3 separate regions of the Sus scrofa genome follow, and all the other regions are linked to region 3. Evidence: chromatin contacts called from public Hi-C data. All regions are on one chromosome and are shown on one strand. The core of a region is the stretch at or near the end of the contact, and the rest is flanking DNA. Distances in the headings are between cores, read along the strand shown. Region 1 holds the start of OTOP2 (otopetrin-2). Region 2 holds the start of JPT1 (Jupiter microtubule associated homolog 1). Region 3 holds the start of KCTD2 (BTB/POZ domain-containing protein KCTD2).

Evidence for each region. Hi-C and Micro-C count contacts between places; a contact is called where the count stands out from the background.
Region 1: a Hi-C map of embryonic fibroblasts shows a contact between it and region 3, with 2.8 times the contacts expected there. The contact joins the promoter of OTOP2 here to the promoter of KCTD2 in region 3. A contact is called at or near these places in 4 of 47 Hi-C or Micro-C datasets (embryonic fibroblasts, epiblast stem cells, heart right ventricle and 1 more).
Region 2: a contact with region 3 is called in a Hi-C map of omental adipose tissue, with 1.6 times the contacts expected there. The contact joins the promoter of JPT1 here to the promoter of KCTD2 in region 3. A contact is called at or near these places in 8 of 47 Hi-C or Micro-C datasets (blood, fetal liver, heart right ventricle and 5 more) and 2 of 2 datasets of contacts at active chromatin or transcription factors (alveolar macrophages and skeletal muscle).

What each region holds. Positions count from the first base shown.
Region 1 is chr12:6,332,090-6,335,206 of Sscrofa11.1, forward strand. OTOP2 (otopetrin-2) reads right to left here and starts at 1,424. Exons shown (of 7, transcript XM_003131218.3): 1 at 1,193-1,424; 2 at 581-927; 3 at 1-51. The coding sequence starts at 893. It overlaps USH1G (Usher syndrome type-1G protein), which reads left to right and starts at 1,551. Exons shown (of 3, transcript XM_013980768.2): 1 at 1,551-2,583. The coding sequence starts at 2,420.
Region 2 is chr12:6,137,700-6,141,112 of Sscrofa11.1, forward strand. JPT1 (Jupiter microtubule associated homolog 1) reads left to right here and starts at 1,814. Exons shown (of 5, transcript NM_001048069.1): 1 at 1,814-1,898. The coding sequence starts at 1,843.
Region 3 is chr12:6,239,950-6,243,389 of Sscrofa11.1, forward strand. KCTD2 (BTB/POZ domain-containing protein KCTD2) reads right to left here and starts at 1,414. Exons shown (of 6, transcript XM_021066666.1): 1 at 1,005-1,414. The coding sequence starts at 1,343. It also overlaps a transcript of ATP5H not described here.

The DNA of each region.
Region 1 (3,117 bases), core at 174-2,673, 92 kb after region 3:
TCTTGAAGACATCCATGACCAGAGTGCAGATCCCAAACAGCACCAGCCCACCTAGGAATGAGGGGTGGGAGGGTGCGGATCAGAGAGGCAGGAGAGAGGGCTTACAGATTTGCGCATGGCTGGCTAGGTAGTTGGATGGTTGGGGGGTGGACGGATGGACAGCGGGATGCTGAATGGGGGAATGGAAGGATGAGCACATGACTGAGTGGGTGGATGGACGGATGTCCTTTTGAGCCCCTATCTCTTTAGGGCTGCATAGATAAGGGGAAGGGCCTTCCGTAGGCTCTTTCGATTGCAGCTAACATCTGTTTTCTGCTCTCCATCAAAGTCTCTCCATGACCACCTTCTTTCAATCTTTAGATGGGGCAGAGAAATTCCTCTCCATCCCTCAGCCCCCTTCCAGACTCTTTCCCTTTCTTTTCTCCTTCAGCACAGCCCACCTCATCCTCAGACACATCTGGTCCTCCCGGGAGGGCACTTCTCATCGGTCTACCTAGGGCACCCAGCAATTCCTCCGAGAGCCTCTGCCTCCAGCTCTGCGCCTGGCCCACCCCACTTCCATCTCCACCTCCCCAGGCACCTCGGAGCCAGATGGGACCTGCGTGTGAGTCCCGATAGGGGACAGAGTCAGGGCTGCGCACGGTGCGAAGGAGGTAGAAGAGGATCCAGAGCCCCGCCAGCAGCATCATGGCGGTGAGCAGCGCGAACACGTCGGTGTCATACACGGCCACCTTGTTGAAGGCGCCGCCGCTGATGAGCGTGCAGGCGAGAAGCAGCACGTTCACGGACAGCAGCACGGACAGCAAGCGGCCGCCCTTCTTCCACACCTCGCGGGGGCCTGCCCGCGGCGCCGGCGGGCTCTCCTTGGGGCCGGTGGGCAGCTCCTCGGACATGGCAAAAAGCGACTGGAGGAGTTTGCAGGGGTCACTGTGGGGGAGAATGGACAGGACCCCAGGTCAGCCCCGAGGGCTCTCCTTCCTCCATCTTATCCCTAGATTTGTGAACCGGGGAGCTTCCCTGGGAGGGTGGGGGCTGCGGGTGGAGGAGGAAGCGCTGGAGATGGGGAAGAGAAAAGCCAGTCGTGCAGTTCTCTTGATCGAGGGCAGAAAAGGAAACGGGGCTGCAGCCCCGTCGGACCCCATCCAATGGCCCATTCCCCAAATCCGTGGACCGTATAGCCCAGGACACCTACCTGACTGGGCCGAGAGCCCGCGCTGAGCTTGGGGTCAGGGGGCGGGGAGCTTGTCCTCTCTCTCACGCCGTGCTGGATGGACGCTTTATACAGGGGAGGGCAGGGTGATTTACAGCCGCGGGAGCTCAGCTCCATAAACCTCTCAGTCCCGCTCACATGATCCATCTTTTTTCCGAGCTGAATTTAGGGAAGAGAGCACGGGAGCCAGATAAGGTGAGATTTATATTTACCCATTAAGAGGCGCCCCCTCCCCCGCGGCCCTGTCACCTCGGCGCATCCAGGCTCGGGCGCGGCCCTGCACTGCGGCACCCAGAGGGCACCCCACCCCCCGCGCCCACCGCGCCCTGGCGCCCCGAGATCTCGACACCCAGAGTCCTGAGAGGTGATGCTCAAGAGACGCCCCAAGGGCCCGAAGGCAGCCAGACGCCCTCCCAGCCATGGTGGCCCTATACCTTTGTGGTCCTCCGTTGCTGCCCCAAGATCAAGACCCCGTGGTCCCTTTCCCCGACACCTTCGCGGTGGTCGAAGTTCTCTCTTCCTCTGTCCCTTCCCCCGTCCCAGTTCCGCTGGATGCTACGAAGTGGGACTTGGATTCGAAGTTCTCGCCCAGTCCTCTAGCGCCCCCTGCTGGAACGCGGCCGGCCCATCTCCCGCGAACGAGCCGACCGAATCCAGATCGCTGACCGTCTGGCGGTCGGTTCTCATAACCCTCTTAGGCCCACTGTCCTGGGGGTCAGGGCTGTCCTCAGACACCCCTCCCAGCCCTTGGCTCGTTCCCTTGACGGATGGAGACATTGGGGGCTGCAGCACGGGGACTAGTGAGGACAGCGTGGGGACTGTCCCCAGACCCGGCTTTACGTGGCGGGACGCTCGAGTGGGCACTTTTGGAGAGAGGCAGGGCCCTGTGCGCTTGGGAGCAGGTCACTGCGGCGCGCTCGGGAGCAGGGTGTTTAGGACCCAGGGGCGGTCCGGGGCGGCCCTCTGGGCAGCGGGAGATCCTCCCCCACCTTCCCTGCCGCCGGGTGAGCGGCTCAGATGTCCGAGTAGCAGTAGCGGCGGCTCTGGCGCTCCGCATTTCTGTCTGAGGAGGCGGGGGCTGGCGGCCCTGGCCCCTGCCCGGCCCCCTCCCCTAACCCCATGCCTCAGCTCTAACCCCACCGCCCTCCCCCGCGGGGGGCATTTCCCCGGTCCCCGGCGGTCCGTCCAGTCCCGTCCAAGTCAGGAGCCATGAATGACCAGTACCACCGGGCGGCTCGGGATGGCTACCTGGAACTCCTCAAGGAGGCCACCAGGAAGGAGCTGAACGCCCCCGACGAGGATGGCATGACCCCCACCCTCTGGGCTGCATACCACGGCAATCTGGAGTCCCTGCGGCTCATCGTGAGCCGAGGGTGAGTAGTCCTGCCCTCGCCCCAGCGCCGCGGGGGAGGGAGGGGGGAGGGCTAAGAGAGCCTCAAGGCTGCTCTGGGCCCCTGAGACCCCCACCCAAATCCAGGGCATCTTTCCTTCCTGCTCTGAGCCACCCTGTCCCTATGACAGACCCTAAGGCAGAGCCTTGGAGATGGCCAGTGTGTGAGGGGGAAACAGGCCGAGGCCTGTGGCATTTGTGACCTGGATGTAGGGCTAGGAGGAGAGGGGCTGGGACTTGGGGGTCCATGACTGTGGGAGGGGCTTCAGAGTGAGGGAAGATGGGAGGGATCTCCTGGGTGGGTAGCCAGCCCCTGGAAGCAGAGTGAGGGGCATCGTGGGAATGAGAGAGAAGAGGCAGAAGCCTCAAAGGGGCCCTGAAGTGGGGCTGGGGAAGGAGAAGCTCTTCACTGCCCACCCCCCAGCCTGGGGTCCAAGGGGCCCCCCCTGCCAGAGGCCCCCTTCCCCCCCACACACACTGGATTTCACACAGCTCCCTCCCTGCTCATTCCTGGGAT
Region 2 (3,413 bases), core at 564-3,063, 100 kb before region 3:
CCCCCAAGTCCTCATCGGTACTAGTTGTGTTTGTTTCTGCGGAGCCACAGTGGGAACTCCCAGGAAAAGCACTTTACATCTGTTACCTCGTCCACTCCTCACAGCTATGATGTCCAGACACTAGTCTATCCTTATTTTACAAATGAGGGAACTAGTGCTCAGAAAAAGTAAGAGTGGAGGTTAAAACCTGGGTTTCTCTTTGAGGACACTGAGCGAGCAACCACCATACTCTACTACCTCCTAGTTAGTAATTATGTGACTTTTTTTTTTTTTTTTTTTTTTTTTTTTTTTTTTTTTTTTTTTAGGGCTGCAGGTGTGGCATATGAAAGTTCTCAGGCTAGGGGTCGAATCAGAGCTTCAGCTGCTGGCCTGTACCACAGTCATGACAATGAGGGATCTAAGCCATATCTGCCACCTAAGCCGAAGCTCACGGCAACACTGGATCCTTAAATTACTGAGTGAGGCCAGGGATTGAACTCTCTTCCTCGTGGATGCTAGTCGGGTTCTTAACCTGCTGAGCCACAAGAGGAACTCCCAATAATGATATGATTTTTGAGCCGGGGATGCATGCTGGGTTGGCCTGAAGAGGTTTGTTTTGTTTGTTTGTTTTAAGGTTTTGGAAATTTAGGCTTAGCCTTTAACAAGGGGGAGACTTTAATCCAAACAAGTGTGTGCTTCAAGCTTTTGTGGTAAGCCCTTAAAGACATGATCCTGCCTTATAGAAGAGAAGAACTTGTCTTTGGCTTTTCATGAACGTCTAGGAGGCGGCCACACAAAAAGGAATGTAGTTCACTTATGGAAATACTGAAATAGAGATCTGCCTTGAGTAATCGGCATGACGGGGAAGGCCTACCCCCTTGTTTGCCCAAGACTTTCCTATTATGATCTTGTAAACAGTCATTCCTGAACCCTCCAAGTGTGTCTGCATTTGTTGCAGGGATAGATTTAGCCAGACAGGTGGAAGAGTCATGACTTAAGGGTTATAAACAGCTGCAGAGGCCTGGGGTGCTTCCATAGTCTTAGCAGTAAGGGATGTGGCCATTCCCCAAAGCCGGGCGTTAACCAGACTTATTAAGCACAGGTCCTCAGATCGGAACGACTGTAATTTTGGTCTAGTGTATGCACCACCCATTACAGCTAAAGAGTAACAGTAAAATGTAAAGAATTTCCAATCGTTTTAGAAGGGATCATCTTCGCGTGCTTTCTGTTGCTGACTCATAGTGCTGCTGCTTTGGGACTGTCAGGTTTCCAAACAGGACACTTAGTAGGTATTCAGTTGTATACATGTCAATGTGTAGCAGTAATTTTCATCCCTTGGGGAGCATGACCTTGCTACCCACCTTGAGAAAGGCAAATAAATGAAAGATAAATTTGCCCTCGGCTTGCGGATTTCAACTCGCACACAGCGAGCTTTTCGCTTTATCAGGTAACTTTTTTAAGTGACAGGGAGCACAACTTGTACCGTGCGCGGGGCAGGTTTGTCCTTTATCCAATCATCACCGAGATTTGGGGGTGGGGGAGGGGAAACGTCCCTAGCTCTTCTCTGGCCAGGAAGGAGGCGGGTTTAGGCTGAGCAGGAGCAGCCTCGGCCTGTCGGGACGCCGCAGGGTGTTTGGCACTCCCAGGGACCAATGGAAGCTTACAGGTCCATTTGAATCGGCCAATGATGTCGGGGCAGGGGCGGGGCTTGGAGGCCCTATAAAGGCGGCGACCCAGCGGGCTGTCGGTGGCGGAGGTTCCTGCAGCGGTTGCCGGCTTTGGGCTGGGGAGCTACCCTACGCTCCTCAGACCTGACCCTTTCGGCGTTCTGCTCTCTCGCTCGCTACCTCGCTCCTTGGCGCCATGACCACCACCACCACCTTCAAGGGCGTCGACCCCAACAGCAGGAATAGCTCCCGGTGAGGCGGCGGGGCTCATTGGGCTGGAGGGCCGCTGCCCAAGGGGGCCGGGCGGGTCTGGCGGCCGGTCGTTGGCTGTAACGTGCTCCAGGCGTTGCGCTCCTTCCCAGCTCGGCGGTGGGGCTCGGCTACCGGCGTCGCCTTTGTGCCTCCGGCGAGTCCAGCGCGCCGGCCCCGCCCGATTCCTGCTCCTCTCCCATTCATTCCTCCCCCGGAGCGAGGGGCTGTGAAGGGCTGGGGCCGCTCGCGCTCAGGGCGCGGAGGTTTTTTTTGCCAATACGAACGTGCCGAGAGGGTTCGCTTTTTCCTCTTTGCGGCGTGGCCTGCCTGGCCCCGGGGAGGTGGTCTTGGGCTCCGGGTGCCTGGGTAGCTCGCGGGGCACCTCGATCCGTGCCCATTGTCCCATTCCTGGCCACGCGCTCGTGACTCTGGCCCAGGGCAGGTGGCGGCCCTGCGCCCGGCGTGATGGTCAGATCCGCAGCCGCAGTGATCGGGTCTGTCGAGCTCCTACCCACTCGGGTCCGCATGGCATGTAGCATTTGTGTTCGGGCGGGGCCGGTCATCGCGACCGCCACCCCTATTCAGGACCCAGCCGTCAGCCCTCCGCGAAGTGCCTCTCCTTTGCTAACAAAGAAAAGACCCCTGCTCCTTCCCCTCGCGCGCCCACCTCTGAACGGGAGGGGGAGCGAGTCGCTCCGAGTGGGTTTTCTGCGCTCAAACCTTCGGACCTCGGTCTTTGCATCCCACCTCTTTGCCTTCCCCGTTTGACGTTTGCCAAATGAGTTCATCTCTGGCCCTGGTTTGCTTGCAGGAAGAGGTTTTCTGTTCTTGGGCGGGGCCGGAGACATCCATTGTCTCTTCCGTACTATCTCCACCTGCGTATCCGGGGCCTTTCTGGTCACTCTTGCCACTGCATTTGTCGAAGAGGGCCCTGGGCACGGTGTTTGAACTGGGACCCTTTTCCAAGCCCTTGCCTAACTTGGCGGAAGGGTTTGGATGCGGTGGGGAATGTCCACATTGTCTTGGCTAATTGCATGCACGCTGTTTTTTAAGGTGGGATAAAGGCATCTCTGGGATCCTGCTCAAGGCATGGAGGAAGCTTAGATTCCACTTTTTCTGAGCATCTCTTTATTGATCATGACTCGCAGTCATGTGTGGCCAGCTTTGGGGTCCTGGGCAGGTGGCACAAAGGGAGCCATTTTGTGGGGCTAAGAAGACAGCCGTGAAATAGCAGTGTCTCCCAGGAGTTGGACAGCTTGGGGACAAAAAGCAGGCTCTGCAGTGAGTCTTAGGAAGGAGAGTTAGAAATGACATCCCTTTTCAACTCATTCCTTTCAAAATGCAGAAAAGAATGGGACAGATTTAAAAAACTCAATTAGTGGGTTACTGGGAGGAAGGGGAACTTGAGCAGGATAGACCTACGAAAATACTGGTCACTCCCTCTTCTGTTGTCATCCTTCCAATGAGATCATTTTTTTTTTTTTTTTTTTGAGGACACTGGAACACATTGAATCT
Region 3 (3,440 bases), core at 164-2,663:
AAATCTGGGGGCAGATAAAAATAATTCTTTTCTGAGCAAGATTTTGGAAACTCTTTAAAGTTAGGGCAGGACCGGTCTTCAATCTGAGATTTATTACTGGAGAAGCAGGAGATGAATAAATGAAATCGACCAATGTTTATCCAACCCCAGCTTTGTTGCAAAGGAACACCTGAGTGCTACCTGGGCTATAAGGCAGTGAAGTAATGGTCAATGCCCATAAATTGGAAATTAAAAGATGAACGTATAAAGTTAAAAAGAAATTCAAACGGCTGAAACTGAAAATGGGTTAAGTGTCTTGTCACTCTCAACTCTTTGGTTAGCAGCCACGCATCTTTTGCCCAATGGCACTCTTTGGGTTTCATTTTCACTAGTCTTAGCCGGTCAGCTTAGATTTGCACTGGCAAATGGTAACCTCTTTCCAAGGAATGTATATGATCTCAAATATGGATCTGAAACAGTGACAGTTACCAGATACGAGCTCAGGGACCAGGATCACAGAAAAGATGTGTAATATCACGAGAAGCACTTCCTGCAGCTGTCATCGTCAGACCCAGGCTTCACCCAACTTGGCACAGGGGTCCGAGAGGAAGTCTGAGAAAGCTACAAAGATGCCTTAGCTCATCCTGACCCAGTTCTGGATGCATCTGCCACAGGCGGTGAGGGGCTGAAGAGGAGCCAGGGAAAAACTCACGCACACCTGAGGGGCTGGGATGAGGTGCAAAGAGGAATTCGGAGGAGGGGTGTGGAGTGGATTCTCGTGGGTGAGAGTGGGCACAGTGTGGGGTAGGAGGCGCTGAGAACGAAGGGCGGGGTAGGAGAGAAAGGCTGCCTGCGCCTGAGGATGGAGAAGAGCCCCTGGCGTTAGCTTGACGGGGAAAGAGGTGGGAAGGGTGTCCCGGCCCGAGGAACCCGCCAGTGAGAAGAGTGGCGCAGCAATCTGGGGACCAGCCTAGGAGGAACGAAGGGGTTCGAAGGCCGGGGGCGCGCCCGAGGGCGGGGCGCACCTTGTCTGAGTCCAGCTCCGGGTCCTCCTGGCAGCAGAGGCGGCAGAGAAAGGACTTGGGCTCCCGGCCTAGGGTCTGCCTGGTGGTCACGAAGTAGGTGCCGCCCACGTTCAGCCGGACCCAGCGGGCCGCGCCGCCGCCCCCTGCCCGCTCGGGCGGTCCGGGACCCGGCTCCAGTGGCTGCGCGGCGGCGGTGGGCGGGCGGCCGTGTCCGCGGGGTGTGGAGCCAGCGGGGCGAGGGCTGGGGGGCCCGCGGCCCGGGCCACCCCCATCTCCCAGCCCGCTCCCGCCACCCCCTCCCAGCCCGGCCATCGCCGGGTCCAGCTGCAGCTCCGCCATCTTGGGCCGCCGCCGCCGCCGCCGCTGCCCGCCCGCCGCCGGGCCGGCCCATCTCTCGGCAGGGAGAGCCGGGCCGGCCCATCGGCGGGGGTGGGGCCGGGGGAGAGGGACTGGAGCGCCCCCAACCAGCGCCCGGGGACCCGTGCTGTGGAGGCGCTGCGGCCGCCTCCGGGGGCGGGATTTCCGGAAGTAGCCGTCATCTCTATTGGCTGTCTTGGGAAACAAGGCCCGTCCCTTTAGCTTTGGGATTGGCTGAGGTGAGGCCTTCCGGTGATCCACTTCCGTTCCTTGCTGCCTTGGACTGAGGGCCTCCGGAGTCGGTGAAGGTGAGTGGGGTTTGGGGCCCTTGGTCGCGACCCTTGCAGGTTCTTCTGCCCTGCTGACTCCAAACCTGGGCCTGATCCTTGTTGCACCCTTGCCGAGGACACCGGGCCCTGCGGTTTCCCCTCTGGCAGTGTCCCAGCTGTTCCACGCTCCCCTTCTCTCCCTTCCCCCCGAGCGCTAGGTCGCAGGGACCATTCTGTGACCTGCTGCCTTTGACTTAGGCGCCTCTACTAACCTTGTCTCGTCTAGCCCGCCCCAGCGCGACCGACTTCAGTAGTCTGGTTTGGAGGGTGAGGAAACGTTTCTCGGAGATAGTTTTAGCTTGCTGGGTGACACTAGGGTTCCAGCATTCGAGGGTGTGAAGCTTTCAGAGCCTCTCAAGTGCAGGGTTCGTTTATCCGTTCAACAGATATTCACTGAGCACCTCCTGTGTGCAATATCTGTTCTAGGCGCTGGGGATTCCGTAGTAAATAAAAGACAACAGTCCCTTTATTTATGAAGCCTACTTTCTGCTGGTGCTTGGAATAGTCTCTGTGAGGGCACTTGTTTGGCGTATTTAAAAGTCAGCTGTCCCTCCCCTCCCCTCTGGGTAACATTAGCTATCCTGAGAGCAAAAGGAAGCAGCAGGTATTGGACGAATGGTTTTTTTTTTTTTTTAAGATCCTGGGGAAGATTTCTTCCATCTCCTTTGCGACTCCCTCTATAGCTTGTAAAGACCTTTGATATTTCAATCTGTTTCCTAATGTCTATTTTCTCATATTCTGTCTTTGTTTAAAAAAGAAATGGCAGTGATGCATTTCCATCTTCTCTCATATTCACACGTGTATTGTATACCTCTTTTAAGGGTATTGCTAGTATACTCAGGGTATGTGCTAATGCTGCAGGGGATGATAAGACATGAATAGCGGGTAGAGAGCCCCTTAAGTTTGTATAAGATTGTAGAGCCGGAGTTCCCTTTGTGCCTCAGCAGGTTAATAGCCTGCCCTCTCCGTGAGAATGCGGGTTCAATCCCTGGCATTCTTCAGTAGGTTACGGACTGGTATTGCCACAAGCTGTGGCCTAAGTCGCACATGGTGGCTTGGATCCAGCTTTGCTGTGGCTGTGGCTGGCTGCAGCTTTGACCCCCTAGCCCAGGAACTTCCATGTGCCACAAGTGCGGCCCTAAAAAAAAGAAAGAAAAAGATTGTAGAGGAAATTGATGTGCAAATTACATTTGGTAACTTTTTAACACCCTTCCTAGGTAAGCAGAGCTATTCTCATTTTTCAGATGAGGAAATTCTGGTCAAGAGTCTGCTCTATTTAACTACGCTTTGTTAAAATGTGTCACGTTCTGTGCACTGGAGAATCAGTGAATTAAATGCAAACTCAGTGGAAATGTATTTAAATCATTAACTTTTATGTAATGTATGAATATTACTTTAGCAATATTTCCAAAGGTACATGGACTGCAAACACTAGAGAACAGAGCTTTTAAGGATGAGTTAGGTGTTAGGGAATAGAGAGAAGACCATCGTGTTTATGTGCCAAGTTGCACACCTTGAATTTGAAAACCTAAATTGTCCTTTTTTGATTTAGTAATCCTCATTCCTTTACTTGACTAATAAAACCACCCAAGATGCCGGTCTTTCTTTTTCTTTTTTTTTTTGGTCTTTTTAGGGCTGCACCCACAGCATATGGAGGTTCCCAGGCTAGGGGTCAAATCGGACCGGTAGCTGTCGGTCTACATCACAGCCACAGCTATGCTGGATCTGAGCTGCATCTGTGACCTACACC